2 separate regions of the Rattus norvegicus genome follow, and region 1 is linked to region 2. Evidence: chromatin contacts called from public Hi-C data. All regions are on one chromosome and are shown on one strand. The core of a region is the stretch at or near the end of the contact, and the rest is flanking DNA. Distances in the headings are between cores, read along the strand shown. Region 1 overlaps Rimbp2 (RIMS binding protein 2). Region 2 holds the start of Rimbp2 (RIMS binding protein 2).

What was found. Hi-C and Micro-C count contacts between places; a contact is called where the count stands out from the background.
Region 1: a contact with region 2 is called in a Hi-C map of prefrontal cortex, with 1.9 times the contacts expected there. The contact joins the enhancer-like site here to the promoter of Rimbp2 in region 2. A contact is called at or near these places in 3 of 12 Hi-C or Micro-C datasets (Schwann cells, frontal cortex and prefrontal cortex).

What each region holds. Positions count from the first base shown.
Region 1 is chr12:33,495,766-33,500,633 of GRCr8, forward strand. All of the region lies in intron 2 of Rimbp2 (RIMS binding protein 2), which reads left to right. Among named protein-coding and RNA genes, the nearest start is that of Piwil1, 110 kb to the right of the region's middle. Within about 2 kb of position 2,231, at least 16 of the 93 cell types and tissues checked have an H3K27ac peak or open chromatin away from gene starts, as enhancers often do. A contact at or near this core is called in prefrontal cortex, where this site is marked.
Region 2 is chr12:33,380,614-33,385,236 of GRCr8, forward strand. Rimbp2 (RIMS binding protein 2) reads left to right here and starts at 3,180. Exons shown (of 22, transcript NM_001100488.3): 1 at 3,180-3,605.

The DNA.
Region 1 (4,868 bases), core at 981-3,480, 110 kb after region 2:
TTCCCAGCACTGATGTCTGTCTCACAGTCTCTAACTCCAGTTCCAGGGGGGATCTGTCGCCCCCTTCTGGTCTTGATGGACAATGCACTCACATGTACACAAGCACACAATTAAAAATAAAACCTTTAAAACGTGTGTGTGAGGTTCTCCCCGCTCAAGAAATTGTAGTGTTACTAAGAGAAGGCATCCTTGTACATTGCTGGTGGCAACTGGTAGCCAGTGGGGAGCAGGCTTGGGGGGGTCCCTCCAGAATTTAGCTAGGACTGTATCAGATCCAGCAATCTCACTTGGGGGGTGTCTGTGCTCTTTTAATGGCTGCTGTGGTAAAATACTCTGTCAAAAACGACTAAGGTGGGAGGCAGAGGTCCGTCTCTCAGGTGATTCTGGTTTCTGTCAGGTTGACAGTTAACATTACCACAGGGCGTGTGCCAAACCAATCAAAATCAGGGCCGCAGACCTGTGTTTGTGTACCCAGGGGGTACATTTCCAGTGGTCCAAAGATGGACCCACAGACCTCCCGATGATGAATAGATCTACCCGGGACTCACAGGCAACCCAGCTTGTTTATCCAGAAATGTCTGCTCCTGTGGCCTTCTCGGCATACCCTTTGAAACAGGCTTTGAGGTACTGAAGTGAGCATACCCTCCCCTCCCCCTCTGCTCTGCGAGGGTGTCAGAGGAGCCTGGTGACTCACAGGGTACAGATGGTAATGGCACACTGGCAGGGGTGTGCCCAGACCTTTCCCACTCCCATACCAGCCTGACTGAGGTTCTGTTTTCTGTTTGTCCACAAGGAGAGGCCATTCCAACTTGAGCAACAGCACGAGAGGACCTTAGGGACATCAGGGCAAGCCTGCCACCTTAGAATGGACACTGAACAATCAAGCCTTTTGTTTGTTTGTTTGTTTGTTTGTTTGCCGACTGGGGGTGGAAACAAAGGTCTTGTGAATGTTGGGTAAGCGCCTACCACTGAGCCACACCCCCAGCCCTCTTTTTACTGTTCATCTTGAGACTGGTGTTCTCGAGTCGCCCACGGTGGCCTCGTCCTCATTCTCTCTCCAGGCAGGCTTTGAGCCATCAATCCCCCTTACTAAGTTTCTTGAATAGCTGCGATCAGAGGCCCAGCTTTGGTTGTACTTAAACAAGGCCACTGGAGTAATCAAATTTGAGACAGGAAATGGAGTGGCGGGTGTCTGAGGCCAAGGGAGTGGAGGTTGGGAGTCGTTGTTTAAGGGGACAGAGTTCTGGACATGAGTGACAGTCATGGGGGGGCGGGGAGAAGCAAGCTTGTTCAGTATCTTCGGACTTGAACGTAGTTGAGGTGGGGGTCGTAGATATTTTAATCACATTTTGAAAATGAGTGTGCTTTTCGGTTAGTGCCCTTTACCTTACTCCCATCAGCCTCTGTTCTTCAAAGCAGCTCTAGGGAAAGACTCAAAGAAACCCAAAGAAGCCCAGGCACACTCACACTAAGGACACACAGGAGGAAGCTCAGTGACCTTTTTAGCCCGGGAGTCAGTTTCCATTGACAGTGGCATTTGTTTTAAGCATCAGATAAAGAATGGTAGGGCTCGTAAGGAGCTGAGCTGTGGGATAGCTTCATTCCTTTTTCTTGAGTCACTGCCCACTGTGGAAGGAGGTCCTGTGGGTTTCTGGGCAAACCGGCCCTCCCTCAGAAGCAGATGCGGTCCCAGCCCGAGGCGACGTCTTTGCCCAGCCTCTGAAATGCACTTGACATTCCCTACTTCTGAAGAGCAGGACTTAGTTCAGCTTTATGTTTTCCTTAAGGCCAGAGACTTCTGGGTCTCTTCTCGGCACTCCTTTTTAAACAGGCTGTTAGGGAGCTGGCAAGATGGCTCCCAAGTTAAGAGCACTTACCGCTCTTGCAGACCACCTGCGTTCAGTTCCCAGCACCCATATCCGGGAGCTCCCAATCATGTATCACTGAGACATCTGATGCCTCTGGTCTCCGAGGGTACCTGCGCTCATATCTATATTCTCACATCCAGACACACACACACACACACACACACACACACACACACACACACACACACACATATGCATAATTAAAGTTATAGAAATGAAATCTTTTGACTAGGCTTCTAAGTGCCCAATGAGAGTACCTCCCTTCTGCTCTGCAGGGATGAAGAGAGGAACCTGGTGACTCATGGGGGCCCAGACAGGAACAGCAGGCTGGCAGAGATGTTCCCAGATCTGTCCCGCCCCCTTGCCAGCCTGACTGGGCTCTGTTCTCTTCCCAGTTCTGGGTGAGCTAGCTTGCAGGCTCAGAGCCTTCCACGGGAGACAGCAGCTCACCAGATTTCCCGTGGGCTGAGCATCTTGTGTCCTCGAGTAGCTGGGAAGAGGGGAGTCCCAGGACAGCATTAAGTGTTACATCTGATTCATAGTAGCACAGGGACTTGTCCATACAAACCTGGCTTCCAGGAGGACTTCAGGGGTGGTCCTGTCAACTCTAGGTTCCTTCTTTACCCAAAGGAGTTGGGCCTCTGATGAAGGCAGTGTGTTCAGGGGGTTACTTACTCTTTTCTTTCCTTCATGCTGGACTGGAATTGCAATCTGCTTTTTAGTAGACCTCCGTGAAGAGAACAGCATTAATTATGGATATGGGGGGATATGAGACTCCACACCCCTTCCTAAGCTTACATAGAGCTGAGAGATACCGAGATCCAGATGTGGTCTAGACCATTAAACACTGGATCAAGGTCCCCCTGGTGGACAGTCTGCCGAGGAGCGTCGAGCCTGGAAATGCAGTACACAAAATGCCCTCAATGCTCTGGGGCTTGCAAAGCCACCTGTTTACCGATTTCACAAGCTAATTCTAATTCCTTCCCTGGCTGAGCTAGACAGAGCTCTGAGCTGTCCCCAGGCAGGACAGATGTCCCACGGCAGGTTGACATTTGAGGCTGTCGTTTGCTTTGGATGGCTGTAGCTAAGTGTGGTAAGCGTCTCTCTGCCAGGCACTTTGCGGCTCCCTCTACAACCAGCTGTGAACCGGAAGTGTTCGGACAGAAACCCAGAGGCAGGTATTGCCAATTGAGCTTTGTCTGCCTGGCGGGGCAAGCATGCAGGCCTGGAGGTGCTGATCCACCTCCCCACCCCCAACTCCACCCCCGCCCAAGCCAAGTGTTGTTATTGGTTAGTCCATTGCTCAAGGACTGCTGAGCTGCAACCTATAAATCCAGGGACCCAACTAGCAGAGTCCACATCCCGCTCTAGAGTACCAGCATGCAAAGTGACGGCATTAGTTCAATTGAGAATATTTTATGGAAGTTTATGACGATGACAGACAGACATTTAGGATTTCGTAGGCTAAGCAAAGGAAAACACAAGACTCACCCTAGTTTCCATCTCCCGGTTTCAGATACTTAAATACGCAGGGATCTGAGGCATCTTATGTTTGGGATGAAGGAGAGCTGTGTGGCTTTGTCTCTGGCCATCTGGAGCCCACACCGTCTGTCCTGAAGAGGTCTCTCTGGGTGCCTGCCTTCTTGCTTTGAATACTTCCCTTTTGCAGGAGGCAGCTTGGCTCAGTCCCCAGAGGAACGTTCTAGACCAAGTGCGTCTCTGATAGTAACATGGAGAATTTTAAGGGGTGCTTTACAGTCGTGGGAATGTGGGCTGTGAGCCTCACACCTTTGTACAGTCACACATTTATCTGTCTCTCCATCCTCGTCCCCCACCAAACCCCCACCCACACACCATGTGCTGGGCTCTGCTGGGACCTGTGAACCAAAGCCCTAGGTTCCTGGTGTGTCCTGGGCTTTTGCCAGTCAAGCCACTTCTACTCATCAGGCCCCAAAGTGGCAGCAGGGTTCAGAGGGCTTGCGTGTCAAGGTAACAGGTCTATGCCCTTCCCATGAAACCAACAGCCACTTGACAGAGCCCCTTTCTGCCTGTCAACTCCAGGGCCCTTCTTTACCAAGAGGAGTTGGGCCTCTGATTAAGGCAGTGTGCTCATGAATACTTACAGAGGAGAGTCCTGACTGGGCCTACCAGCTAGAGAGGGACCAGATGAGGTCCTGCCTTGCTGAGCTGTGCTCTGCGTGGGTGGTGGCTTCTGGTCCAAGATGACAGGCTGGTTCTTCCCCTCTCTGAGCACTGTAAGCTCCGTGTGGGTAGACGAGGACCAATCAGAACCTTTCTTACATTATTTTGTGCTCGCTCACAACAGCCATTGTCACCGGGCTCTGGTGTCATTGGGGATTATGGCACATGGGTCTCTGAGTCTCAGCAGTAGAGTATAACAGAATCCATGTCCCTGGTAAAGCAATGGAAGAAACTGAGTCAGGGTCCTCGTGAAATGTGGGTGGTTACTGGACAGAGGCTCAAGGGATGTGGGGCTGGGAGTTGTGGGTGCATTGGGAGTTGGAGTATGGCCTTCAGACACAGCAACAGGGGTGAGGCTCGGTAGGACCTCACCTGAGGGAAGGACCTCACGTGAGGAAATAGAGAAGGCTGTATTTCCACAGCTGTAAGGACTAGGATAGCTCCCCCTATAAGCTGACATAGGATTCTGTCCTGTTACAAGCTGAAGCAACATGGGTGCTGTCTAGGGGACCTTGCAACAGGAGCCGGCTTCTGTGCAGGATCATCACCCACATTGCAAGAGACCTGTTTGAAAGAAAAAAAAAAAGCAGTGTGGCAAATTGGGACTGGGTAAAGACAGGTGGAAGGATGAGGTTTCCATTACCGTCTGTGGTCGGGGCAGACTGCCAGGCGGACTCTGCTCAATAACAGAGCTGGGTAGGGATGGGAGCGGTGCATCATGGGAAGGCACGTCATGGCAGGGAACCGAGTCCCTAAGTGCAGAAGATCGGGGGTGGGGATGAGTTTGATTTGCTTAGG
Region 2 (4,623 bases), core at 1,930-4,429:
CCCATGTGGGTACTGGGATTTAAACTTGGGTTTAACGGAAAAACAGTCAGTGCTGTTAACCATTGAGCCATTTCTCCTGTCCTGAATTTTTGTTTGCTGTGGAGGGGGATGGAGCCCAGGGTGCCCTGACACTGAGCTACAGCCCCATCCATAATAGCCATTATATTGTTCCCTGTAGCCTGTCTGTGGCCTTGAACTGATAGCAATCCTCCTGCCTCAGCTTCCCACTGTTGGGATTTCAGATATGTACTTACTTTGTTGTGGCTCAGAACGAGCCTTCTAGAGCAGTAATGGATTTATTTTTTCCTGTCAGATAGTTTTGCGCCACCACCCCCCCCCACCAAAAGCCCCATGAAGTTGGCATGATATTTCAAACAGATGGTGATTCTGAAAGACCCCCAGACTTGGGGAGACTCTCGCTCCAGTCACGGGTTGAGGTACCCCCAGGAAACACGAGAAGCCGGTCTTGATGTAATCAACAAGAGGCACTTTTATTTACGAGATCTCGGGCTGACACGTATCTCACACAGGAGATTGAGTCAAGCCCCGGGCCTCTCTAGGCAGGAGCTTATATAGGGAAAACCAGGGGTTTCGTGTGAATACACATAATTGGCTAATACAAAGGGTGCACAGTTACTTTTGGCACGGAGTTACATCAACAAAGCATACGTGTAATCTAGCATCTCAGCAATGTGGGCAGGGCAACTCATCTCACTGCAGCAGGGGGATGACCCATCCTCAGGGAGTGAAGGAAGGGGAGGGGGTGGCTCCAGATGGCCAGTGTCCTTGGGAGTTGATAGTCGGGCCAGTGAGCCCTATCTCAAATTCTCTCAGGCATGTCTGGACTTTGTTCATGACTAACTTTTAGAAATTTTAACCCTTCAATTCTATAGGTGAAAGGCGGGCTGACCTGTTCGAGGCCATATGGAAAGTCAGGATCAGTCCTGGTCCAGTGTGATCCCAGCTTAAGTGACACACTTTGGCTGTTGTAAAGTGTGCAGTTTAGTGGCCTGTGGAATGTTCATGGTGTGTGCAGCCATTCCTTCTCTGGTCCATGATGTATGGCCTCAGGATAAACACCATGCCCATCCCACAGTGATTTTCAGCCTTTATTATCATCAATCTTCCTTTTATTTCTATAAAACCATCTATCCTAGGCATGTCATTAAAAAATACTCAGGCTGGAGAGATGGCTCAGTGGTTAAGAGCATGGACTGCGGGGTTGGGGATTTAGCTCAGTGGTAGAGCGCTTGCCTAGCAAGTGCAAGGCCCTGGGTTCGGTCCCCAGCTCCGAAAAAAAGAAAAAGAAAAAAAAAAGAGCATGGACTGCTCTTCCAGAGGTCTTGAGTTCAAATCCCAGCAACCACATGGTGGCTTACAACCATCTGTAATGGGATCCGATGCCCTCTTCTGGTGTGTCAAGACAGCTACAGTGTACTTATTTATAATAAATAAATCTTTAAAAAAATAAAAAATACTCAGCAAAATATTTTTAAGTATTTCCATAGCATAGTGGAAATTAGTCCTTCATGCTTTTTCATGGCTGAATACTATTCTTTTGAATGGACACACCTGATTATTCTGTGGGTTATTCATTGGTCCCTGGACACCGAGCTCTTTTTCCCAGTGGATACTATGAAAGTTCTGCTTCAGGGAAGAGCATGTAGGTGGGTGAGAAGGTTCTGGTTCTGTCCGTGGTCTTAGGATGTTGTTGGCAGTTGCCAAGACTCTGGCTCTAAGGCCCAGGGTGTGGCAGTCATTTTACTCCCTGCCTCCAGACTTCAATGTGGTCCTGTGTTTGGGGCATAGGTGCTTGAGTGAAGCCTCCCTACCCAAGGGCAAATTCAAAGGCACATTCAAGATGCAGAATGAGTCCCGATTAAAAAATGTTTTCAAAACATTTTTAAAATTTTATTTTGTGTATGTGTACACGTGTGAGCATGCACACACATGCATGCAGATACCCATTGAAGTCCCTGGAGTTGGTGTTATAGTCAGTTGTGACTTATCTGTTGTGGGTTCTGAAATTTTTGATCAACATGTTTTTGTGGTTAGGGGACATCATCTTTCTGGGAAGGGGAGTGTAAAACCCTTAGCCTCTTAGTTTTAGTTGTTACGGTTCACTCAGGACCCACAAGAGAGCCCATAGTGGCAGAGGGGTGTGTATGTTCACCATGGTGCCTTTAGAGTTTTAAGATTTATTTATTTTTTATTTTATGTGTGCGAGTACATTGCCTGCATAGGTCTGTGCACCATCTACATGCAGTGCCTGTAGAGGCCAGAAGAGGGCGTCACATTCCCTAGAATTAGAGTTACGGATGATTGTGAGCATGAGTGCTGAGAGCCAAACCCCAGTTTTCTGCAAGAGCATCAAGTGTTCTTAACCCCTGAGCTATCTCTCCAGCCCTGACACAAAGGTTTTAAAACTACAGAGTGAGTCCCTTAATCAGAGAGAAACCCGTTGTTTGGCAGGAAGGAGGTGCAGGTGATGCACACTGCTTTTTGTTTGTTTGTTTGTGGTTTTCCATAGTCTTTCCCTACATAGGCCCAGAGGCCCCACACAGCCTCAGTCAATATACAGCCAGGCTGAGGTGTTCCTTCAGAGAATCAGAGCTGTTTAGCATCTTTATAGAGTTAACGTGAGATGCTGATCCCAGGGGAGTGTGTGTGTGTGTGTGTGTGTGTGTGTGTGTGTGTGTGTGTGTCCATTTCCTGGTATTATTCTCTCTTGCTCCTGTGTTGCTAGGTAGCTGGTCCATCTGGCAGTTGCCAAGTTGAGGATGGGCAGAGTTCATGGGGGGTGATGGGCAGTTGGATGGGGAGGGAGACTGGACAAGAATGAAGGAGTCAGGAAGCTGGGAGCTCTGCACATTCACCTCGTTCTGCATCCTTAGCATTGCCTGGTGGACGGGCTGAAGTCTGCTTCCATCTGGCTGCAGGGCCCTGGACCACCTGCAGGGGCAGACCCAGCCGTGGGCCGCCAGGGGAGCTCTTTAGCCCTGAGCCCTGCATCAAGGGCCCCAGCTCCGCCTCCCTTCCTGCCCGGCTTCTGACCACCGCTCTGTGAGAGACACCGGCAGGGAAGGGACAGAGCCATCTTGGGATGCGTGTGTGTGCATGCGCGTTTGTGTGTGCACGTGTGTGTGTGTGTGTGTGTGTGTGTGTGTGTGTGTGTGTGTGTGTGTGTGTATGTGTGTGTGAAAACACTGCCGTTTCCAAGCTTTGGCTACTGCTCTCTGGCGGGTGGCTCTTGCTCATGCCTCTCTCTCTCTCTCTCTCTCTCTCTCTCTCTCTCTCTCTCTCTCTCTCTCTCTCTCTCTCTCTCTCTCTCCCCTGCAAAAATTAAATGGATAATTTCTAGCTGATTCCAAGTGGTGCCCACACACCCGTGTCCTTCAGTGTTGATTGGATCTCTCTCTCTCTCTCTCTCTCTCTCTCTCTCTCTCTCTCTCTCTCTCTCTCTCTCTCTCCCTCTCTCTCTCCCCACTCTCTTCACTCTCCTCCCCTCCCTCTGGCCCCAGTTTGTAATCTGACACAGTGCACTGCAGTGGCTGTCTCTGTCTCTCTCTGGGAGCCCTGGAGGCTGGGCACCGAGAACATCCAAGGTAGGCTGCGATTTGAGATTTAATTTTTTTTTCTTTCCTAAAAATAGCTTCTGTTCCATTCACCTTTCCTCTTAGAGCCACAGCGGCACGGATGACAGGGGCTTAGCAGGGAACTCTTTGCCCAGGTGAAGTTTGCCTCAGAAGGGTGCCCTTCGGCTTTGGATGGGCAGTAGTGGCTGATCAGGATGGAGGCTGCCGCGGGTGACGCTTGGTGCGGAATGCCATCGTGCTCCTGTAGTCTTGTGGCTTGCCACCAATGGATCCTTGTCAGAGTGAAGGGAAGGGCTGCTGCCTTCTCTTGCCCGTACTGTGTCAGCGATGGCGATGACGGTGGCGCTGTGGATCTCCCGGTCCTCTTAGACCCACAGCCTTCCAGAAAAGCCCCTCTGGGCAAAGTTTGACACCATGCTGCCAGGCAGAGCCTTTCCAGAGGGCAGAAACTGGGTCTTGCTTTCAGACAGAGCGCTTGGGGCCTGGGGACGACTTCGTAGGGGACGGCGCAGGGGGGAGGGGCGGACTCAAAGCATCCCAGTCGGCCCCGCCATCCGCTGGCTGCCCACGCGGACTGAAATGTGCAATGTGAATTTGTCAAATGGTGTCCCAGAGAGTGGCTGCAATGGTTCGTTCGTGGAGACAGATGTTCTCGGCACAGTGTGTGTATGTATGTGTACGTGTGTGTGTGTTTGTGCGTGCGTGCGTGTACACACAGGGGCCTTAGTGCAGACTTTCCCCTCCACTTGGAAAGACATTATTTGCAGGTTTACCGGATGACCTACCAGGACGCTGGTGTGGACAATGCCGGAGGGAGGTGATGACTGGGTGGGACCTCCGAGGGAGCAGTTTGTTTCTGACCCCAGGGAGAGCAAACTGGTGGTCCCCTGAGCTAACTGGGAGCTGATGTTTGGTTGATCAGATCAGGGGAGATGAAGAGAAGAAAGGGGGGAAAGAAAGGAAGAGAAAAGAGAGAGTGAAGGTAGGGACAGAGGGACATAGGAAAGGAAGGATGGAGGAAGGAGGG